Linked DNA regions of Sus scrofa: region 1 is linked to region 2. Evidence: chromatin contacts called from public Hi-C data. All regions are on one chromosome and are shown on one strand. Each heading gives the region's core, a stretch centred on a gene start, on an enhancer-like site or on the middle of the called end of the contact. The rest is flanking DNA. Distances are from core to core; before and after follow the strand shown. Region 1 overlaps KSR2 (kinase suppressor of Ras 2). Region 2 holds the start of VSIG10 (V-set and immunoglobulin domain-containing protein 10).

What was found. A called contact is a pair of places that touch in the nucleus more often than the background predicts.
Region 1: a contact with region 2 is called in a Hi-C map of fetal skeletal muscle, with 2.8 times the contacts expected there. The contact joins the enhancer-like site here to the promoter of VSIG10 in region 2. A contact is called at or near these places in 11 of 47 Hi-C or Micro-C datasets (embryonic fibroblasts, epiblast stem cells, fetal heart ventricle and 7 more) and 1 of 2 datasets of contacts at active chromatin or transcription factors (skeletal muscle).

The regions. Positions count from the first base shown.
Region 1 is chr14:34,742,354-34,747,949 of Sscrofa11.1, reverse strand. All of the region lies in intron 1 of KSR2 (kinase suppressor of Ras 2), which reads right to left. Among named protein-coding and RNA genes, the nearest start is that of KSR2, 70 kb to the right of the region's middle. Within about 2 kb of position 4,084, at least 26 of the 83 cell types and tissues checked have an H3K27ac peak or open chromatin away from gene starts, as enhancers often do. A contact at or near this core is called in fetal skeletal muscle, where this site is marked.
Region 2 is chr14:34,555,545-34,561,601 of Sscrofa11.1, reverse strand. VSIG10 (V-set and immunoglobulin domain-containing protein 10) reads right to left here and starts at 3,442. Exons shown (of 10, transcript XM_001924427.5): 1 at 2,699-3,442; 2 at 2,271-2,494. The coding sequence starts at 2,349.

The DNA.
Region 1 (5,596 bases), core at 2,835-5,334, 190 kb before region 2:
ACCAGAAGCTGCAGCTCTGATTCACCCCAGCCTGGGAACTTCCATATGTCGCAGGTGTGGCTGTAAAAGTTTAAAAAAGAAAGGAAGGAAGAGAGAAAGAAAGAAAGAACAAAAGAAAGAGGGAGAGAGATGGGTGTAGAAAGCAGACAGAGTAGGGAAGGGGGGAGGCAGGAGGGCAGCCACAAGTCCAAGGTTTCCTCTTGAATCAAAAAGGAAAAAAAATCACCTTTTGGGACAAGAATATGGCTAGTCTGGGAGTTCTCCTGTGGCGCAGCAGGTTAAGGATCTGGCACTGTCATTGCAGCAGCTTGGGTTGGTGCTGTGGCAAGGGTTCGATCCCTGGCCCAGGAACTTCCATAAGCCATGGGTGTGGACAAATACATACACCCATACATATTGCTAGTCTGAGCAAGGGAAGACCCAGAAAACTTCCCAGAGCATTAAGTTGAGATGGAGCAGCCCTAGGCAGAGATGGAGTAGCCCTGCCCAAAGGGGGACCCTGGGAATCAGCAGCTCTTTCCACCAGGTCTCCAGCACTGTTGTGTAAAATAACCACGGCTGCCAGCTCACATGGGCCTCCTGAGCCAAATGCTGTGATAAAGCCCTTTTTGGAATTATCTCTTCAATCCTCATAGTGACGATGCAACACAGGTCCAGTGACGGTCCCAATTCCACCGTAGAGAAAATCAAGGCACAGGAAGGTTAAATAACGTGCCCAAGGTCACCCAGCTACTAAGTGAAGGAGTCAAGATTTGAACCCAAGTCTAACAAACATTCAGTTATTGACACACAAAGAATGTTATGATCTACTGCCAAATAGAACAACACAACAGGAACAGTATCATCCCATTTTCTGAATATAAATGCACATGTTCACACACACACACATACAAAAAAAAAAAATGTTCCTAGCAGCTAGCAGCTGCATCTCTAGATTATAGGTAAGATTTGCTCATTTTTATGCCTGTGCATCTTGTAATTTTTCCATAAGCTTGAATTATCTATGTAACAATTAATCACAAATGTCATGAAAGTCAGATACTTGTCAACAAAAAGATGTGGGTCATGATGTTAGCCATTTCATTAAATAAATTTTAAATGTATATAACACATAAAAATAAATAAATATAACTATACACATACATGCACATCAGCCTATTTTACAGATGAGGAAACTGAGAGCTATAGAGCTTAAGTAACTCTCCTAAGGCACTAGATAATTTTACAAGTTAGTTCCCTCTCCCTCTAATTTCCTGACCATAAGAATCATCTGGAGGTGTTTGTTCAAAATTAAACTTCCAGACCCATGCCCTAGAAATTCTGATTCAGGGAATCTGGAGAAGGCCCAGGAAGTCATAGAAACATAAGCACCCCAATGATCCTGCGCATCAGGCAAGCATGAGAAACATCCATCTAACTGTCTGAATTATGTAAGGAAAGCAGTTTGTTTCTCAGACAAGCTTAAGCATCCGGATCCTTGGGCAGAAAACCAGTTCTGGAAGCCTGGGAGCAGCCCCACCCCCACCCCCACTCTGCCAGCAGGGGCCTTTAAGGGCTGTGGGCTGATTTGCACAGCAGGCCTCTACCAAGCACCTCCTGAGGAGCTGTCCTCACCCAGAGCCTGGAGAATCCAAGGAGCAGGCTGCACCAGTCCAGGCCTGAAGGAGCTCCCAGTGGGGCAGACAAGCTAGCTATACAAACGTACACCACAAGGCCAAGGAGAGGAGTAGAGGGAAGAAGGGCACCTAGGGTCAGCACAGGCATCAAGGATGCAAAATTACCAGAACAGCCTCGTACAAGAGATGTTGCAAGACCATAGGATGATAAAGATGGGAGTTCTACGTTTACCCAAAGAGAAGAAAGGCCTCTCATCCTTTCATTTAAAAGTGGTGTGTGTGTGTTTGTGTGTGTTTAGGTACTTTCTAAATACAAAGAGCTGGGCAATATAAAATCAATTACACACCCTCCCTGCCTGGAAGGCCCTGCAGCCCAGCCCAGTGAAGTACAGAAATTGAGAGCATTTAGACACTGTCATGGCTATTTGACAGGGTAATTTTCCGTGGAATCTGATAGTTCCCAAGAGAGGCTTATATTTCGTTTGGGGTCTCTTTCATTTTTCTAAGATATTTTTTATCCTAGCTTGTACTGGCTACAAAGTACCAGGCAAGGAAAAAACTGATCCTTCCCCACACAAAGTGTGAGAGGCACAGCTCCACTTGGGGAATTTTCAGGGATTGGTCTTAATCCACCTACATCATTAAATAAATTATTTTCCAAAATGATTCTAAAGATACTGCCTTGCAGAGCACTGTGACAATGCTGAAGTGGATGCTGAGCTGTTACTAACTAATTCCACAGATGGGGAAACTGAGGCTCAGAGGCTTTGGAATTATGCCCAGGTTCACATCACTAAAGCAGCAGGAGAGTCAGGATTCGAACTCAGGATAGGATGCCCAGTTGCCAGCCCTCTTCCCCATAACACTTTGCTGAAGCGGAGAAAGTTCATACCATCTAGAGGTCAAAGTTGAGAAACACTTAGAAAGGGGCCTCACCATGACCTCACCCTTCCCATGTGTCCTAATTTATTTTTAGGTCACCCTCTATTCAAGCCCATGCAGAGCTGAACTGCAAAAAGTTCAAAGAAATTCCATCTTCAAGGGAAGAAACACAGGGCCCATGGAATAGCACTCGCAAGCTGAGCCCACCATCAGCGCCTGCACTCTGGTACAAAAGGTTTCCTGGGCCTGGGGTCAGAAGGATCACAGGACTTGGAGAGCAGGCTGTAGTTCTCCATCTCCACACCAGAGGGCAGCCTGGCACTTTCCATCGCAGATGGAAAATTTCTTCAGACCCTCCCTCCTGGATCTGAGCATCTTCAAGCCTTATTACTGTACTCAGTATTAGCTTGATGGTAAATTTAGCAGCATAAACAAAAAAAAAGTTTAAAGTCAGGGCACGTGACAGAGCTATAAATAATTATGTCTGAAATCTCTAAGGTAAAAACGGGGGACTTTCCACTCAGAATCTAAACCAAGATGAACCATGAGAGAGATCTACCGGCAAAGCCCCTCAGGTTTGGTTTGCTGGGGTCCAAAACCTTCACCACTTTAGGTACTTATAAAAAAAAAAAAGCACTAAAATAGAGTCCATGGAAGCTGGAAAGGGGTGCAGTACAGATTGGGGATCTTCCTGACCTTATGGAAATCAGCTCTCCTGTAAACCTCATAGCAATGCCCATTTTACACAGGTGGAAACTGAGGCTTAAAAATCACAGGAGGAAGAGACAGGCTCCAGAGCCGTCTGTTCCCCTCAGGGTGCCTTCAGCAAGCACCCCATATCACTGCTGTCTTCTCTTTAGCAGGAAGCAGCTGGTAGCAGAGAGCTCAAAGCCCTGAAACCGAATGGCCCACGTCTTCCCACAGCTTAGAGTTCTTCCCCTCTGGCGTTAGACATAAATGGCACTTTCCTATCCTCCGGAGTGTCATCCTTTCCCAACCATCCTCCACTGTCACCAGCACAACACCCTGTTTTTTTTCCTTGGGAGCACTCATCGCTATCCCGCAAATTATCCTGTTTATTGGTTTCCATAGTTACGCCCCCCCCTATCATCATCATCACACACCCATCAGAATGTCAGCTCTAAAGAGCATGGGCTTTGCCTGTCTTTTCCCCCAGTGTTCAGATCAGGGCCTAGCATGCAAGACATATTTCTTGGTCTTTCGATGAACCAGCATCACTGGGGTGGGGGAATCAGGCCCCTGCCCAGATAACCCAACTCCTTTTCCAGCGGGCACACCACGTTCAGAACCAGCTCTTCGGCCCAGGCTCCCAGGTTCTCAGAAGCAGCGGCGGTGGTGGAGGGTAAAGAAATCTTCAGCGGCCCGACGCCTTCCCGCGGTTGCCAGGGAGACTATTGTCATAACATCCCCGCCGCTGGGGTGGGGGGGGACAGCTGACAGCGGAGAGAATTTATTTGACTCGCTCACGTCTCAAGTAACCGGCCATTTGCATCCGCAGGCAAATTCGCTGCTGAAGCCTGGCAGCCTGGGAGACGTTCCCTTCCTCCTCTCCCCAGCCCATCCCAGTTAGAACAGGATCTCCGCGCTGGAGCCAACCGGACCCAGCGGTCCTGCGCTGGCCCTGGGGCTGCCTACTGCGCCGGCTCGCTCTACCCCAAACCGCCCACTGCTTTGTGTTAAAGCTTTCAGTGTTCCTGGTAGCTTTTCCTTCTCTTTACGTTTTTATGGCTAATGAATATTACAGACAGTAGAGAAAAAAAAGAGCTCATATATTTAATGAGTACTGACTTAGATGCCAGCCCCACTGGTAACTTCCTCACATAATGATAATGTTTATATTTTTGCCATAACAATACATTTTGCTATATATTTCAAACATATCTATATATGACATAACATATACAGTATGTTATATTGATACAGTATGTTATATATTGATCTATTATATACTACTGTATGGTACATATTATATGTAGCCTGTATCTGTATAATATATATTATAGTCATAGGTCTATCACAGATAAGAATTCAGGAGTTACCTTATGGCTCAGCAGGTAAAGAACCTGACTAGCATCCATGAGGATACGGGTTCCATCTCTGGCTTCAATCACTGGGTCAAGGAGCTAGCAGATCCTAGCTAGGTTGCAGATGTGGCGCCTATCCAGTGTTGCCATGGCTGTGGTATAGGCCTGCAACTGCAGCTCTGATTCAACCCCTAGCCCAGGAACCTCCATATGCTGAAGGTATGGCCCTAAAAAGACCAAAAAATATATGTATTAATATATATATAATACATAATTTTAAACAATATTTATATTATATAGCATATATTATGTATTTATAATAATAAAACTGACATCTGTTGATACTTTTTACCTGCCAGCCCTGTGCCTACTGCTTAGTTAAGAAGGATGCTATCAATAAATATTACACGATAATACATTCATAATCATCTTCATAGCTAAGTTTTATTGAGCATTTACCATGTGCCAGGCACCACACTAAGTACTTCCTTAATGTCACTAGATTGTCATTATGTGCCCTAAGAGCTAAGAACTGTCTTATTCCCATTTTTTTTGGTCACTTTTTTTTTTTTTTGTCCTTTTTTAGGGCCGAATATGGAGGTTCCCAGGCTCGGAGTCTAATCAGAGCTGTAGCCGCTGGCCTGTGCCACAGCCACAGCCACGCCAAATCTGAGCTGCGTCTGCAACCTACACCACAGCTCACGGCAACACCGGATCCTTAACCCACTGAGTAAGGCCAGGGGTCAAACCTGCAACCTCATGGTTCCTAGTTGGATTTGTTTCTGCTGCACCACGAAAGGAACTCCTTATTCCCATTTTTGAGATGAGAAAATGGAGGCACAGAGTGATGATGTAACTTGCCTTCGGTCCCAGGGACAAACAAGCAGGGGCTAAGGCGGCCCCTCAGCCTGCCCCATTCCTTTATTTCCATACCACACTTTAAAGTTGACAACCTTTCACTCCCTTAGGGGAGCTTGTTAAGAACATGCAGGATGGGCCCCTGCTTCCCTCGACCCACACATGCAGAATCAAATGCTCCTGGGGACAGGGGGA
Region 2 (6,057 bases), core at 2,193-4,692:
TCAGGGTAGGCTGCATCAGGGCTCAGCGGAGAATACATTAGTAATGTCTGACATAGACAAGAATGGGGAGTCCTTCAGGATGCACTAATTCCACACTTGACCATCCTAACCCCCTCATTTTATTTGATTGATTTTTTGGTCATGCTTGAGGCATGTGGAAGTTCCCAGGTCAGGGATGAAATCTGCACCACAGCAGTGACCCAAGCCACAGTAGTGACATCACCGCATCCTTAACCCACTGTGCCACAAGGGAACTTCCGTAAACCCTTTCATTGTACAATTGAGAAAACTGAGGTTCAGAAAACTTGAGTGATTTACTTAAGGCCTCACACAAGCCACTGGGAAAGCTGGGACTGCCATTCAGTTCTTCAATGCTCCAGGTCACAGGAATTTACTCTGGTCTCCCAACCAGAAGGGTGAGACAGTAAGACATGGTAACAATTTGTGCTACTAGAAGTCATCCGCAAGTTGTCCAGAGGGTCCTCAAAGGTCTCCCAACCTTAAATTCAGAAATGGACCAAAGGAAGGAGCAATATAAATAACCATTTCCCAATGCTGCCCTCATATTATCATTTACAGAGTTGAGTTTGTACCCAAACATTTCTTTTTCCTACACCTTCCCCCAAGAATGACCCCAGGTTTACAATCTGAGATGACAGTGGGGGCATGAACACCGACTGGAGTTAAATGAACAGGAAAAAGAAAATTTTTCCTCCCAAGTCAACTGCTGGCTTGAAAAACAAAGAACAAAAATATATCAGGCCAGGGAGGCCCCCCTGGCACTGGACACATAGGTGAACTTGGCCTGGGCATCAAAATAACTGGGCATGGCAATGGAGGAAGCTTCCCTGTGTGGTGAGCTGCAGCCAGTTCATTCCAGTATGATGATTTCAACCCAGGCTTCTGATGTCCCCAGGCCCTTGACAGTTACAATGCAGTAAACACTGCAGACAGCTGGGGAGAAGGGAATACACAATCACCTTTAACTTCCAGGGATGGCCAGTTGGAAACTGTGTGTCCACTTCTCCTCCCCCCTGCATGGTGACCACCAAGTCAAATGCCTGGAGGGGCCAGCAGGTAATGTCCATGTCTGCAGTGGGCCAGGGGTCAGTACTATAGCAGCAAGAGGGAGAATAAATTTGAAGTCACTTGCCCTGGATGAAAACAGGTGACCACTGCTCAGTACCATGTTGGAAAACAGTCCCTGTGCTGCCAGATCTTCAGATTTTTCCAGATAAACTAGAAATCTAACTTATGAGAAACAACTGTTTTTAATAATTGCTAGAAGCAAAACAAAAACTTAGGACAGCTTCATGATTAGGAACTTTCGGCACTTGCCACTAGGAAGCTCAGTGGGGCAATTCCTCTAGGAACCTACAGATCAGCTGGGTGTGCTGTGTGCCAGACTGGGTAACCCTGAAAATAGGACGCTGCAAGTATTCTGGCAAACTAACATCTCCTTTCCCTCCACTCCATTCCTCTCATTGCATGTCACACCACCCTGCACACAAAAGACATGCATTGGCTGGTGAACTAAATACAAAAATTTTTTTTCATTCTTTTTAAAATTCTTTATGTTTTTGTAAGCAACCTTCTATTCTTTATTGTTACAAGACAGAGAGCATAGATGAAGCATTTAAGACCTTTTGCCAATCATGTCAAGTTTAAGAGATGATGTCAAGTGCAGGGGAGGTTTTCTTTAAGTCTGAAATTATTTCAAAATAAAAGTTTTGTTTTGCTTTTCAAGTGAGGGAGAAAAGCCCAACTTTGCGCTAGTCCACACAGGTCCGCTTGCAGTGGTGTGTGTAGGGAAATCCACAGGTTACAGGTGCAAGGCGAGTTCAACCTTGGGTAGAGTAAGGAGAGGAAATAAAGGAACCTCGGGTTTGAGAACCAGCTCAGCACGTAAAACCAGAACTCGAACTTACATCTGACGCTTAAAAAAAATAAAAATAAACACCTCCCTCTTCAATTTTCCCATCTTCAAGTGCCATGGTTTTCCCATCACCTCTCTGCAGGCCCTTTGCAGCCTCGCCCGCTGCCCACTCCAAGAAGGTGAGGATGTCCTCCCCTCCATCAAGCGTCCGGGAAAATTCCTCCCTGCAAAAAACCGAGCTGCGAGCAGGAAACTCAAGACCCTACCGGGGCGACTCCCGGGCCGAGGCCACAACCGGATCCCGCAGAGTAGGAGGGAATTCGGTCCCCGGCTCTAGGCTCCCCACCGCTGCCTGGCAAAGCTCAACTTTTCCCTCCAGATCGCGGTCCCTTACCTGCGACGACCCAGCGGGTCAGGAGCGCCCAGAGGCAGACGAGGACCTGAGGTTCCGGCACCCGGACGCCTGCGGCCATCTCGCCCCAGTTGTGGGCAGGGGCCCCTCGGGAAACGCAGGCTCCGGCTAGGCTGGGTGTGCGCCCCTCAGGGCCCAGCCCCTGGGGTACTGAGTGCTCCTCCCAGGTCCTCGGAACGACTGAGTAGCTCCACTTTCCGCAGCCCCTACGAAGGATGCTTGGGTGAACTCGATGTGTGAGGCTAGCAGCTGCGCTGGGTTCCGAGCGCGACTCTCTCTCGGGAGCGCCCGGCCAGGGTGGGAGGGTGCACCCCGCCCCCTGCGCCCGCCACCCACTCCGGCTCGCGGAAAACAACAGGAGTCGGGCTCCCTCCCGCCTCCCATCCAGGCGGGAGTTCAACTTCCCCTACCTCGCCCGGAGAGGAGGGCTTTCTGCAGAGGGCGCGCCGAGTCGGGTCCGGACCGGCGGGGGAGGAGCGCTGAGGCTGGTCCCTCCCAGAGCCCACTCCGCCCGGGACGGCGGCCGAGAGTCGCGCGGCCAGCTGGGCCGGGTAGATCCCTGCAGCTGCCGCAGGAGGACACCCCCGCCCCGGCCCGTTGGCTGCTGCCTCCCGGGCGCTCTAGCTGCTGCACCCGGAGGGGCGTCGCGAAGGGGCCGGCTGCCAAGCTGCAGAATTCAGGGTTCTTTCGGCTGAGCTGCTCTAGAGATTTTCATTTGTTTCCCTGTGCTCCGGGCGGGCGCCGGGGCCGCCATCGCTGCCCTTCTCAACCCTTTGCAGAAGGAAGCAAGTCTAGATCAGAAGAAAGATGATCCCTTAGACCTTCCAGCCAAGAGCAGCCACGAGACTCAGGTCCTCCGGTTAACTGGATGAGACCTCACAGTAAGAGTGAGGGCCCAGGTTCAGCGGAACTGGGTTCTCGAGAGCTTTTTTGTTTTTCCCTTTTAATTCCCCCGCCCCCATCCAGTCTGGTTCCCAGAGAGCTACATTCCCGGGCTAAAATACCCCTCTTCCCACCATACCCCCATCCCATTCTTCTGTCCTGGGGAAAACAGGGTTACAATCTCTTTAGGAAGACGTGCTCCCTGAAACAGCTGTACCAGAAACTTCGTCTTAAAAAAAAAAAAAGCCAAAAAAACAAAAAACTGCAACTAATACAGTGACATATTAACTGTAGACTGCAGGAAGTCTAGGAATGTTCCCATTCTTTGGACTTTTCTGTGTTTGAAAATTTTCTCGTCACCTCATCATAAAATGTTGGGGGGGGGACAAAATGCTATAAGAAAATCATTCACTCTGTTGCCCAAAAGTGCCTTACTGAAATACTTCTCCCATGAGGAAATCCTCTTGAAACCAGTGAAGAAGCATTTTTCGCCCATGAACTGAGCCATAAAGTTGCATAAAGTTCCTTTTTTTCCCACTTTTGCTCAGTGATTTTACCTCTTCAGCCAGCTCCTGACAGTTTTCCTCTTTCCTCTCCCACTTTTGCTTTTGTTTTTCATCTTTTTACTTTGTGATGGAAAGTCAAGCCTCTCCATGATTCACCTCACCATCCTTTATTCCCAGAGCCTGGCAGCTTGGTTACCACCCAATATATGTTAAATAAGCAAATGAAATTTCCTTGCAGCTCCTCAAGCTTTTCTGACGAATACCTCACATCCTCACCTTAAGTTAACAAGATATGAATAAAATCAGTAAGTGGTGAGTGTTCTGTTGAGGGTCTGGAATTTTCTGTGACCCTGACAGTACCTCAAGGGGAACTTGCTCAGAGTAGGCCCTCCTGGTATATTTGCTGAATCAAATGCTCGGTGCTTAGGCCCAGCTCTCCACTGTCAGAAGGATCAACCTCCTACACAATGTTTTACAGCAGTGATTACAGCACCTCACTTTTGCATAGCTGGGAACTTTTTCTAAAGCAACTTTAGAGTCTTAATCTCACTGGGCCGTCCTTCCAACCCTTGGACCTGAAGAATCATTCAATCCCATTTTACAAGTGAGAAACCTCCAGCTGGGGGTTAAACTCCAGGTCACCAAGCCAGTTGGTGGTAAAACCAGGACTGGAACCCATGTCTGTGTGACTCCAATTCCCGCCAATATGCCAATCTTGTCACTTATGCTAAGGCTGCCTTGGTCTTGTCAACTTGAAAGAAAAATGCACAGTATAAAACTTGTGAGTTAAGTTTTATTCTGAAAACTTACTGAGCACCACAGCCACAGAGACAGTTTCAGACAGGTCTGAGGAACAGCTCCAAGAGAAAAGGGAGGGAGCCAGGATGTGTTAGAACTTTTTGGCTGGAAGAACAGACATCTCAAGTTAATGATGTTAGTGTTTTTCTTTGTATGGGAAGATGCAAGAATCTGGGGTCCTTTGAAATTTTTCCTTAGGTACTCATCTTTACTATTTAGGGGCCTGTATATCCAAAGCACAGAATGTTTCCTGGTTTTCTAATTCCTGAATTCCCCAGAAGGCCACCGCAGTGTCTCATGGCTTGATCCCTGTAGAAATGAAATGGCAGGCAATATTTTTTTTTTCTTTACAGTCTTTTTTTTTTTTGCTGTTATAGCCTGGATGATTTGGCTGTCACCAGGCCTCAAAGGAAGCCTCCAGACAACAGTCAGTGTGGGACAGAGCTAGCCCAGGAAACATTCACTCTCTCCAGTTTGGGTAAGGCTGTGGCTGGCTCTGAGATAGGATCTGTTAGGAAACACCCTGCCCTAACATCCGGTTGTGTTTCAGGCCACTCTGGATGGTAGAAAATACCCTGCCTAGAATAGTGACATTAGGGGTGAGTTAGGGGTTCACTGTAGGGTCTCTGGCAAAGTAGGAGCCTTTCAAAGCCCAGGTTTTCACTGTCTGCACCTAACAGTCAATATTCACCCATGGGATTGTCCTGAAGATAAAGTAAGGGACTCAGAAGTCTTTAAGGCATGTCTCTGGGGGTCTGTCATTTGAGATGCACCCTTATAGAGCCTATCAAGACTCCTAAATCTCAGAGATTATTAAACACGAGGCTCAAACACCTCTCTGCTCAGGCTGCTACACATGGCTGGTTTTGTTGTGTTTCGTTTTCACCTCCCATAAATTGAAAAAAACTACTCTACAAAAGAATGTATACATTGTGAAGTGGAGATTGGCACTTGCTATCTGCCTCTACATGGACTGAATCATGAGCCACCCCCTGAAAGAAGCTCAGGGTAGAGATCAGGAGTGAGGTACTCTGTGCATGGAGAAAACTGGCAGAACAGGTCTTCAGACAGTAGATATTTTCAGAAGGTTTTATGAGCCCAATTCTTGCATCTCCTCATATCTAGAAAACCCCTAAAATCCTTCATGATGACATCTGCTCCTCATGACTAGCAGTAACCTTCTGTAAAATGTGTGCTTGACAGCGATGTATCTCCCCTTCTTCACCAGAATCACATATGTACTGACCTTCTTCGCTAACTCTCTGAAGTTTCTCAGAGCTATCTGAACTGCTGCCTCCAGGATATAGTCCTCGTTTTGCCCCAAATAAAACTTAGCTCTCAACTTCTAGGTTGTGCATATTTTTTAAGTTGACACTGTGTATGACTGGGTCACTTTGCTATATAGTAGAAATTGGCACAACATTGTAACTCAACCCTATTTTATTTTATTTTTTGTCTTTTTGCCTTTTCTAGGGCCGCTCCCACAGCATATGGAGGTTCCCAGGCTAGGGGTCTAATCGGAGCTGTAGCCGACGGCCTATACCACAGCCACAGCAACGTGGGATCTGAGCTGAGTCTTTGAC